Regions from separate parts of the Mus musculus genome. Here all the other regions are linked to region 3. Evidence: chromatin contacts called from public HiChIP or PLAC-seq and promoter capture Hi-C data. All regions are on one chromosome and are shown on one strand. The core of a region is the stretch at or near the end of the contact, and the rest is flanking DNA. Distances in the headings are between cores, read along the strand shown.

Region 1 (3,574 bases), core at 999-3,498, 2.1 Mb after region 3:
TACAGAGCTCTCGGCTCTTCCAGCACCATATCTTCCTGCACCGTGCCATGCTTCTGTTATGATGATAATGGACTAAAACTCTGAATTAATGAGGGATGGTCAGACCTGTGCTGGTAGAGCCTTTTGTAATAGAAGTCCCAGGGAAGAGATGTAAATGCATGAACTGATGTGTTCCAGTGAGAGTTAGTAAATGGAATAAGACATGTTCAGAAAGTATGAATGAGGCCCATGGATGACAGTATGTGAGAGTCTGCCAAGTGACAATGATAATGCCCAATAGTTACTACATATATTTGATGCCTGCTAAGTAAACGCTGATTCCAGTGGCTAAAGGCCATATGGGATCCCAGCAGTCATTGGATATCCCTGAGGATTAATCACCTATTTAGAAAATAAGGCTGGTGCTTATAACCCATAAGCACTTATGTCATGAGGTTGTGAACATGTGATCTAATAGGTATGAACTTTGCTAAGTGATTGAGAAAGTGTTTAGTGGTGTTGGTTTTTATTGTCATTAATACTACAAAGCCATCTTATCCTCAGCTCCTCTTTCTATAAATACTAGTAGAAATATTTTTTTTAACAGATATTGTTCTGACACAGAAATTAAGTCATTCTCTCAAGACCCACAGGCTGTAGGAGGTAGTTCAAGGGCTTATTGGCTGTGCAAACTGCTTTTGCCTCAGGAGTGCAGGAAATGTTTACCTTTGTGTCAAGAGGGAATCCAGGATTAAATTTAGGTTTAGCCTAAAGACAGCTGTGTGCCTTGGGCCTAAAGGCAAGGAGGAATTGTAAGGGGAAGCACACAAGGATATCAGAACAGGCTGTGGAGTAAGATCAAGGGAAAGAGCGGGGCAGCGGAGGGCAGTGCGTGAATGACTTATAGATCTTGACTTTCACTTTTTCTGTCAGTTCTGTGGATCTGAATGGAAAGTGGAATGGATGGGAGTGGGCTGGACACTATGGGAGTCAAGAGGGAGAGGGTGGTCTAGCGAGGTTCCTTGCTCACAAGTAATAGCAACCAGTCTGGAGGGAGCTGGAGCAGTCACGATGATGATTGCACATTTCTAGATGAGCTTTGCATATAGCTCCTGGAAGGCAGAAATAGACAGTCAACAGGCACGGGGTGTGTGCTCAAAGGGCCACTGCTTCGGGTGTGGCTGAACTGACTTGTTTGTTTGTTTGTTTGTTTGTTTAAATAGATTCATTTCTTTTGTGTTTTTGTCTTAATGGTCAGATCTTTGTCTCAAATGGAGAGTCCTGCCTTCCTCTTCCAATTACCAGGAAAAAGGATTACCTGACCTATGGATTTGTGCCAGTAATCCCAACAACCTGGAAAACAGGTAAGTGTTGAGTAATTCTCCAAAAATTCTCTTGTCAATGTAAAATTCCTAAGGTATCCCTTATAAACCTTGAAAGTGTCAGTTATAGAGAGATTTTTACCTTAGAGGCCCATTTCTCTTTAAAGCCTTTGTAAACTCCTTGGCTATCTATGAGAATATTGTTGGTTAGTATATTTTTCTATTGATTTAAACTGATCTGGCCGGGCGGTGGTGGCGCACGCCTTTAATCCCAGCACTTGGGAGGCAGAGGCAGGTGGATTTCTGAGTTCGAGGCCAGCCTGGTCTACAGAGTGAGTTCCAGGACAGCCAGGGCTACACAGAGAAGCCCTGTCTCAAAACAAACAAACAAAAAACAGATCTGCTATCACAAAGCACAGGGCCTCATGTGTGTGGGCCTTCCACCTAGCAGGAAGCCTTGGCCTCCTGAGCTGCATCTCCCATCCATGCACACAAGCCAACAACTTGCTCTTACAGGAGTGTTCCTGAGAGGGTGTGTCCAGCAGCTCTAAGCTGTTAGAATATATGATTTAAAAAAAAATTAAGTCATGTATTGATTCCATTATTTTATATGCTAGAGGAAAAAGTTCAGACTAAACAGGAAAAAGGGCTGATTAAATATTGATGGCTGTCGAGCCCTTTTAGACTAATATCCTTTCTCTAGGGAAGGGAGTTAGTATTCCTTTTTAATAGAGGCATCTTCGCCCCACCCCAGCACTGCTTTCTCTGTACAATCTCCTCTATGTCCTTAGAGCTAAAGAGTAAAGGGATCACTTTTACTAATGTGGACCCGAGAGTAATCCCTCTTCTTCAAGTATGTTTATCCAGCTCTGAAGACTAACCCCCCGGGAAGCTGCCTTTCACAGCTTTCTTTACTTCCATTGTCCCGTGACCCTGAACTAGCATGCTCTCGCCCTCATCCCTTAGCAACTAGGGATGCCTCACAAAGCATTGCAGAATCATCCTCAAGACCACATTAACTTTGTCCCTTTTACGCATCCAGATAATTCCACTTGCAAGGAGAGGCAAGACAAATTTAGTTGTGTTGACAGAAAATTGATGGACTCTGAAACTATAAATACCAGAAAGTGCTTCTATTTCTTGTTCCCCGAAGTCCCTGAACCTTTCAACACAATGGCATAATACTGACCATCTGTATGTCATCCCCACTGAACAGATTATAATAAAATATGCAGAAAACAGCAGCAGGAGGCTTAGCAAGATGTAAGAGCATCTAATTGGGAGCAGACGCTTCCTGCATAGGGAACTCACAGTCTGTTGTGTGGATACGATGACTCCTGGGGGAAGACTGGGAATCAGTCCTGTGACCTCACTCAGTCCTCTGATTCAGCGTCGCAGTCTGGACCTACCTTCATGAAAAGTGGGGATTGATGTCTGCCAGGAGACCTATGCACTGTTGAGTTTAGATGATAGAATCATATAAAATAAACTCATATAAACAAACCTGATATGGTTGTGTATTAGGGCATGTTCTGTGAGAACAAGAACTGTCAAGAGTCTTGAGAGTAGACAAGGTATTGCCTAGAGTCCCAGAGCCTACAGTTGGTGGTCCAAAATGGCTTCCTAGTAGCCACCAAAATCAATGCTAGTGGATGGCGTTTGAATGAACAATGGTCTATGAAACAGAACTTGAGACAGAAACACCCCTTTTGTAAACACAAAAGCTTACCCTTCCATCTTCATAAAAGTCCTGTGAACTCATTCCATCCCTAAGAGGAGAAAGCACAGATACCCAGAAGGCTTTAGTGACCTGCTGGCGATTCTCCCTTCAAGCTGAACTTGAAGCAGAGAGTCTGTAATAGAACATCCTATGGAACTCAGTTCCACTTTACATGCATTTAATGATTAAAACCATCTTACCCATTGTAGTATTCAGGGCCAGCAGCCTGGACAAACTAACATAGAGCCAGTTTTGTTGAGGCTACTGAAGTCTTGTTTGTTTTCTGGTTCAAGCACAGAGGGAAACTACATTTTTGTTACAATCTCTGAGAAATAGCTGTCAGCACGCTCCCATTATATTCATGATATGCATTCATCTGTATTGAATGCAGGGATCACCAGCGGGGTAAAAATGATGCCTGTATTTGGCTGAAGCAAAGTCTCCTCTGTTTCAGAAAGGATGCAAAATACATAGAGGTTGTACTGCATATTAAAATTGTCCAAAGATCTTTGAAGGTAGACAGTTGCGTGTGCTTCATTTTAATAAAATACTT
Region 2 (3,781 bases), core at 767-3,266, 2.5 Mb after region 3:
TATGGATTGACCAATAACAATTTTATGGACTGACCAATAACGATAGCTAAATTTTAGAACTTGATGGTTGGTAAAGGAAACAGAATAGTCATGTACCTCTTATTAATAGGTATTAATTAATAGGTATTCTAGATATGTGTCACTGAGTTATTTCACTGTTGCACAAACATGGTAAAAGACCACCAATACACATTTATAAGGCATGGCCTAAATATGATAAGAGATTTGGTAAACAACAGCTGTATGAAGATACTTCTGGTTTTACATGGCATATACTATTAAGCTTGTGTTTTGACTATGAATACAAGTGGTAATGATAAAAGTATGGATCAGTAAACAAATGAATCATTAGTAGTTTATTTGTGCCATCCATAACAGTATGTGCTATACTTTCATATGCTGCTGCTGTGTAGTTATGACACTGTGGCAAGTAAGATGTCACTAGGTCACAGGAAGAGATCATTCATTCAGCTTTCAGTTTAGTATGATCTAACTGGATCAGCATCACACACGCATCAGTGATCAAAGCATCATTTTGGGGATATGCCTGTTATGTCAATGGAAGAGATCATTTTTTTTTTTCTTTCTAGCACTTTGGCTTTGTAATAAAGGCTACTATTTCTGAAGCTCAATAAGAATTTACTGAATAAACTATCGTGTAAAATAGTCTACTCTTAGGTTTCACTTCATGAAAAGCCTAAAGCAGTAAAATGCAGAGACACAAAGAGAAAGGTGCAAAAATACTTGTCAGCAAACTGGCTGCTCTTCGTTTTAGTGATGACGCATTCCTCGTTTATGTAGTGAATTCCAACAGTACTTTCCTATTTGGACTATTATTAGATGGTTGCTTCTCCGCAGGCACCACGTCCTCATCTTTGTTCTGAGTGACAGTCAATCCCTAGCCCCGTTATACATGTTTGTTTAAAATGGAATGAATGAATGCATGAATGAATGCACTAGCTACAAACTCTCATGTGACTATCTCAACGGCACAATCTTTTTCCAGCCATCAGTTAGCTTTACTTTTATTTTCTTTTAATATGAACATAAATGACGTCTTTAAAAGGTACCAATACAAACGAGAAAAAAACAAAAAACAAAAAGGAACGTTCCCTGAATTCCCACAATTTCAGAAGAACTTAGTCAAATGGGCATTTACTCGATCCCACAACCTAGCTTAAGCTCCTGAACCAGTTGCTGACTCACTTCGTTATTAGATCCGTGCACATCATTACCTCCGATTAAAATAATAATAATAATAAAATTCTCAACGGTGCCTTTCTTTCTTTTTTTTTTTTTTTTTTTTTTTTTTTGACGCCACAGAAATGTGCAAAATAATCACGCCAGACAAGAACAGGCCCCTCAGCCTACAGACATCAAAGCTGACAAGAACGCGTCCGGGAGCGACTCCGGGATGCTCTCTCTCTATGGGGGGTTCTGACAAATCCTACCGTAAAGTTCCGGCTGCCTCATCACGGAACCCCGACCGCCACAGGTCTTAGCCTGCGCGAGTCGCCTGCGGCCACCAGGGACCAGGGCCGCAGAACCTGAGGCCCCTCTCCCGCCGCCTCCAAACCTACGCCCCCACCCCCAGCTTCGGCGGCTCCGAGTTCCTCACCGTGTCTAGACTAGGGGGGAGCGGCCGTGTCTCGGGCAGAGGCTGAGGCACGCACGGAAAGCCGAGCCCGCCGCGCCCAGGCCGAGGAAGGCCCGGGGACCGAGCCCGCGCGGCACGGAGACCCCCGTTCGCCCCAGAAGCCCTCCACAGAATGAGCCCGCACGAGCTCGTCTCGCGAGATTCCCGCGTGTTCGCGGACCTCCAGCCGAAACCTCGCGGCCTCTCCGCCAAAGGGGGACTGCGGCGGGGGTGGGAGGGGATGGCTCCCTGCCACCTTCCCGCAACCCCAGCGCCTGGAACCCAGGCCCACCCTGCCAATCACCGACTGCAGTCCCACCCGCTGCTCCCAGACTTCCGGAGTCCGACCGGAACAGGAAGCTGCCAGGCGCAAGAGGGGTGGGGCTTAAAAAAAATCAAAAAATGCGCGGCGACCGCTGAAGACAGAGGGTGGCTGGTGTCGGTGGTCGCTGACAGGCCGGCTCGTCGGCATGGATTCCACCGCCTGCTTGAAGTCCCTGCTCCTGAGCATCAGTCAGTACAAGGCCGTTAAGTCGGAGGCGAACGCCACTCAGCTGCTGAGGCACTTGGAGGTAAGGAGGTTCGGGGTGCGAGTGGGTGTCCCCTCCTTCGGTCCCCTCCTGTTTTCTTGTGGGGCCGGAAGATGGAGGTCTCGCCCTGGGCAGACCTGCAGCTGCTTCGCTGTCCTTGCACTGGCGACAGCGACTGGGTGTGCGCAACGAGTGGGTGCCAGGAGGGGATTGTGTACGGACCCAAACCAGGAGGCTTTGGGGTGTATGCGAGCGCAGTGTGTGTGTGTGTGTGTGTGTGTGTGTGTGTGTGTGTGTGTACGGACCCAAACCAGGAGGCTTTGGGGTGTATGCGAGCGCACTGTGTGTGTGTGTGTGTGTGTGTGTGTGTGTTCCGGATCTTTTTTTAAGGTGCTGTATTAGTCAGGGTTCTCTAGAGTCACAGAACTTATGGAGTATCCCTTTATATTAAGTGGATTTATTGTAAGGACTTAAAGTTTCGCTCCTACTAACCCAACAAGTGGGGAAGCTAGCTGTGACTGGGAAGTCCAGGAATCTAGTAGTTGCTCACTCCCTCAACACTAGTTGTTTTCGCTGGTCATCTGTGTAAGCGGGAATCCTGAAGAAGTAGGTTCCAACTGGAAAGTCAGTGTAAGCAGGCAAAGAAGAGTGAGAATTCCCTCTTCCATTGTCCTTATGTAGTCCTCCAGTAGGAGGTAGAGCCCAGATTAAAGGTATGAATCACCACACCTGGATTTGGAACTTGCAATCCCAGCTGGCCTTGAACTCAGGAGACTTGTCTCATTCCCCTGGGATTAAAGGTATGTACTACCTTGCCTGGGCCTACGCTTTTCATGGCCACTATGCCTCGAGATCTGGATCAAAAGCACATCGCCCCATGTCTGAAGCCTGTGTCTTCCAGCCTCAAGATCTGGGCAGATGTGCCCTCCATTTCTGGATTTAGTTCATTCCAGATGTAGCCTTAGTTGACAACTGGAATAGATATCACAAGTGCCTATTTTCTATGTCTGTTTTGTTTTCTTTGTTGAATATTGAGTGGCTTCATTCACCGAAGATAATCAGGGCAATTCATTCAGGTTGTATGTATAAACAGGACTCCTTTTTTTATGTGTAAGTATTTATGTAGATATTTATGTAAGTGTTCCACGGATCCAAAAATACATTTGGATTGTTTTCAGAACTGTGTGGAATTAAGAATAAGTGCATTCCAGTCATATATTTTTATTATGGTTGAACGCAACCCTCTTTTATAAACCTACCAGTAGAACTATCAGGTCTTAAGGGCTTATGTTCCTCTTTTTGTTATTTTAATATTCTTTTAAATGTTTGTCTGTGTGTGATGTATGCGCATGTGTGGGCAGGACCCTCAGAAGGCACAAGGCTCTGTTCCCTGGAGCTGGTCTTGATAGCAGCTGTGAACTCCTTGAGGTACTGCTACTCCAACTCAGATTGTCTGCGGAATAGTGCATGCACCTAGCTGCTGAGCCATCCAGCCCACATCCAGTAATGCTTCATGTTGCTAAAACGCCTTTCAAAAAGACCTTGGCATTACGTACTAGCAGTGCATTGATTTTGCCATCGCGCAACCAGGCCCATCCTTAGTTCTTAGTATTTA
Region 3 (3,737 bases), core at 1,141-3,640:
AGCCAACTGTGTCCTATTCCTGCTTCCTAAAATAGAGGCTTATTAAAAAAAAGTGTCATAAGCACTTGCAAATTAGGGTGTTATAACACAAGCTCAAAAAGGCAGCCCTTTAAGTGAGTGGGACACAGTAACGTGGCTCTTATCTATATCTACAACAGCAAGCAGAGCTGACTCTGAAAACTCCCATACAGACCTCCTCTAGAGCAGTTGTTCTTCCCCACACTGCTTAGTTGACTGGGCTCTAAAATAACTGATCACCCTTCTCCCCTATAACACTATAAAGGAACTCCTTAAAATGCATTTTCTATGTAAATACTAATGTTTGCACCCAGATGTAATCAACAACTCACTGACACAACCACGATGAAATTACCAATGTAAACTCTATTTTCTCTATCAACTTTTGCATCACTTCAGTCTCCCCTTGGGTTTTATCTACACAGAAAGCCCTCTAGACCTAGAAACACTCCTTCAGTACTTACCACAAACTAAGTCACCACAGTCAAATGCTTGTACCACGCACATACACACACTTCCTCCAAGTATCCTGGAACTGAAATCCTAAGGACCATCCACGAGCCGCCGTAATGGCTCATAAGAACAGCATACAAATTCTATGTAGAACTTAATATTACCTTAAGAAGGGAGCTAAAGGCTTAAAACTTACAGGACTAAAAGCTGTTGTCTCGGGACCAAACATCTGGAGAGTGGGGATATGGAAACTGGACATGCTGGACATGATAGCATGTCGTTTCTCACAAAGCACTCCATGTAAATCAAAACCTTGACTTACAGCACTGGAAATGTACTAAAATTCTCAGTCTGTAAGTGGCACTCAACCTCAACATAATTTCCTCTCCCTATGAACTAACTACCCTGACTCACCTACCAGGAGCAGATTTTTCTTTCTTCTGCATCAGAGCACTAAGGAAATTTGTTCACATCTCTCCCTTATAATAAATACGGGTACATCAGCTTTTAAGATTTCATATGCACTGATAACCATTGTCTGAAAAAAATCTAAATCTAAGTTGTATTCCTCCATCTTTCCCGTCAGCAATCCTTAAATGAACAACACCTTGCGGCATTTTGATATTACCCAGACATTCAATAGCCTAAGACTGACTGGTAGCTTTATTTCACCAAATCAATGCTGTCCACTGATTACCACGTCCACTTCTCTAGCATGAAAAGTAAATATATCATTTCATTTTCATCTTCCTTAAAAAAAAAAAGTAGGTCTCTAAAACTAGTCTCAGATTCCGGGAACGGAACTTACAAAGAGATTAGCTCCTAAATCTGGAATAAAAGAGGCACACTGGAGAAACCCGGGGCTACTTGTTTTAACAGCCAGGGAACAGTAGGTGCAATATGTATTCAAAAGGTAAATCTTGCGTCCCCGAGAACAAGGTTTTCTTCTAAAATAACCAGGGGCTGCGTGAAGGACGTCCAAAAACTGGAAGGCGGCGTGAGGGTACCATCTGGGATCAACCCAAAGATCCAAAGGTTACCAGGGCACAAATCGTGCTGGAAGGGGGATGCAGGCGCAGAGTGGGTTTTTAAGATGGTGCCTTCTCCCGGAGGCCAGGAGGCGTGGACCCGAAGGCTACAGTGCGCTGGGCTAGTGTCCACAGGGTTTCCGGACTTGCAGCTCAAGTTTCATCGGAGAGAAAGGAGGAGGCGGCAACATGCACTCAGGCATCCTAACCTCAGCCTAGAAGTCCGCGCTCTCCGCTTCGGCGCATCAGCTCGGAAGTAACGGTTCCCGGGGCACGCGGGGCTCCGCGCACCGAGCTCCACCGCCAGCCCTGGGGGCCCAGCGCGACGACCCGCGCGGCCTCGGGGGGCGGGAAGCCAGCGGTCGGCGCCCTGTTCGCTCTCCCTGCCCTTCCCGGGCCTCGCCCGGGGCGCGGCGAAAAGTTTCCAGGCAAAGTCCGCGGCGGCCGCTCGCGCAGCCAACCGCCCGGCACAACCGCCTCGGCTAGCCTCGCCGCCCGCGCCCGCCCTGCTCAACCCCTCGCTCGCCCGCTTCACCTACCACAGAGCCGGGAGAAGAGAAGCAGGGGAATAAGCAGCAGCAGCAGCGGCGGCGGCGTCGGGGCCGGCAGCAGCAGTCCGGCCGCGGGAGGAAACGCCGAGGAAAGTTGTGCTTTGCCGCCTCCAGGACACAACGGGGCCGGGCCCGGGGTCCGCGCCATGCCCGCCTTGCCCCGGCCCACCCGCTCGCCCGCGCCCCGGCGCCTCAGGCTCTGGGTGGCGGCGGCGGCGGCGGCCGCGGCGCGGAAGGGCCAGCGCGCGTGTCCTCAACCCCCGGCTCCTGCGCCGTCGCCGCCCGCCGCCACTCGGCCGAGCGCTCGCGGCTGCCTCGACTCCGCCGTCGCCGATGCCACTGCCGAGGCTGAAGCGGGAGCCGCCCGCCGCCGCCACTCCCCTCCCCGCGGTCCCCGCCCGCCGCGAACTCCTGGGAACTCGGAACGCACCACCCCGCCCTGCGGGAGGGGGAGCCGCCGACCCTCACTACCGGGACGAGCCCGCCCTCCCTGCCGCCGGGCTGCCTGGACGCCGGCCGAGCCGCCCGCCGAGTCTCCTCCCACCCTCTCTCCCCACACGCTCCTCCCACTTCCAAAAGAAAAAAAAAAAAAACTTCATCCACTTGGAAAACCGGGCTTCTCCCGAGGCTAAGCAATCTGGACCAGGCAAGGCGGCCCCGCCCCTTGGCCCCGCCTCGTCTCCCCCCCTCGCCAGCGCTGGAGATGGTCTCGCCCACTCCGCCCCTCGCGGGGCTGGGGCCGCCGGGGCACACAGAGGCGCTCCGAGGCGGAGGGCTGCGGGACTCCTAGTCCTGCCTTTTTCTCCTCCAGAGTGGCGAGGTTCCCCTAGCGGGACCAGGGATAACCAGGGGGGTGAGGGGAAGGCAAGATGAGGGTACCGGCTCTCCGCGGGTCGGAGCGGGGGGTTGCCTAATTTGGGAAGCTGGATACCGCGGGGCTGGACCAGCCTTCTCCCTCCTCACCCAGGCGTAGGGACTGAAAGGAGATTCTCCACTCCTCCCTCCTCCCCAGGAGCATCCCGGTTCTCCTCTGTCCGGGACCGGTGTTGGCCCAGGCGTTTAGCCTGCTTTTTACACCGGGAGGGAGGCTTGTTGGAAGGGTCAGCGGAGCTGCCGGAGGACAGGAGGGGGCCCTCCGAAAGGTTTGCTCTCTAGCTCTTGCTTCTCTTGGGCTGCCCGTTTGTCCACTTTCTGCGCCGGGCGACCGGCAACAGGAGGCCATGGATCTCCCATGCGAGGTCTTCGAGTGTGGTCTTGTTTTCTCTTTGATCGTTCGCATGTTCGCACTTGTAATTTTATTTTCTCGCGTGTCTCTCTTTGAGTTATTCTCAGAAAAGTGACCTCGGGAAGTATTAAACATTTACCCTTAAGAGGAGCATCTGTGATTCACCATAACCCTCCCTCAAACCCCCAAAGCTTGTCTGCCCTTCCCTCCTCCTCTATCCGCCACGCACAGCCGGAGTGACTTGACCTTGAAGCCCCAGTTACCGTAGGGGGAAGGAGATGGATGAACAGTTTGGGCTATCTGCGGAGGCGGTGGAAGCGGAGGACACCGTCCGGAGGCCGGACACCATTAATTTTATGTTGTCCTACCATCCCCACCAGATAGCTAAAGATGTGCTCCAATAAGAATAACAGCCACCCAGAGAGCAGCCTGTGGCCACTAAAGTAAAGCTTGCCTGGTGCC

The links. Promoter capture Hi-C pulls out the DNA fragments that hold promoters and counts their contacts. HiChIP or PLAC-seq counts read pairs in DNA pulled down with a chosen protein or histone mark.
Region 1: a contact with region 3 is called in an H3K4me3 HiChIP or PLAC-seq map of stem cell-derived neural progenitor cells, with 8 times the contacts expected there. The contact joins the enhancer-like site here to the promoter of Nectin3 in region 3. A contact is called at or near these places in 8 of 39 promoter capture datasets (the C10 cell line, cranial neural crest, embryonic stem cells and 5 more), 7 of 484 Hi-C or Micro-C datasets (DN3 thymocytes, the G1E-ER4 cell line, LSK cells and 3 more), 9 of 115 datasets of contacts at active chromatin or transcription factors (astrocytes, embryonic forebrain, embryonic hindbrain and 5 more) and 3 of 9 other capture datasets (adipose tissue, embryonic stem cells and liver).
Region 2: a promoter capture Hi-C map of pre-B cells shows a contact between it and region 3, with 4 times the contacts expected there. The contact joins the promoter of Cip2a here to the promoter of Nectin3 in region 3. A contact is called at or near these places in 10 of 39 promoter capture datasets (the 3T3-L1 cell line, cranial neural crest, frontonasal cranial neural crest and 5 more), 3 of 484 Hi-C or Micro-C datasets (LSK cells, Sertoli cells and uterus), 5 of 115 datasets of contacts at active chromatin or transcription factors (the NIH/3T3 cell line, astrocytes, embryonic forebrain and 2 more) and 1 of 9 other capture datasets (adipose tissue).

What each region holds. Positions count from the first base shown.
Region 1 is chr16:48,560,298-48,563,871 of GRCm38.p6, forward strand. Morc1 (microrchidia 1) reads left to right here. Exons shown (of 27, transcript NM_010816.1): 16 at 1,238-1,343. Among named protein-coding and RNA genes, the nearest start is that of Gm41458, 52 kb to the right of the region's middle. Within about 2 kb of position 2,249, at least 14 of the 459 cell types and tissues checked have an H3K27ac peak or open chromatin away from gene starts, as enhancers often do. A contact at or near this core is called in embryonic stem cells, neural tube, second pharyngeal arch cranial neural crest and 1 more, where this site is marked.
Region 2 is chr16:48,992,172-48,995,952 of GRCm38.p6, forward strand. Cip2a (cell proliferation regulating inhibitor of protein phosphatase 2A) reads left to right here and starts at 2,017. Exons shown (of 21, transcript NM_172616.2): 1 at 2,017-2,208. The coding sequence starts at 2,107. Dzip3 (DAZ interacting protein 3, zinc finger) reads right to left here and starts at 1,971. Exons shown (of 32, transcript NM_001110017.2): 1 at 1,619-1,971.
Region 3 is chr16:46,494,577-46,498,313 of GRCm38.p6, forward strand. It overlaps Nectin3 (nectin cell adhesion molecule 3), which reads right to left and starts at 2,391. Exons shown (of 6, transcript NM_021495.4): 1 at 2,039-2,391. The coding sequence starts at 2,198.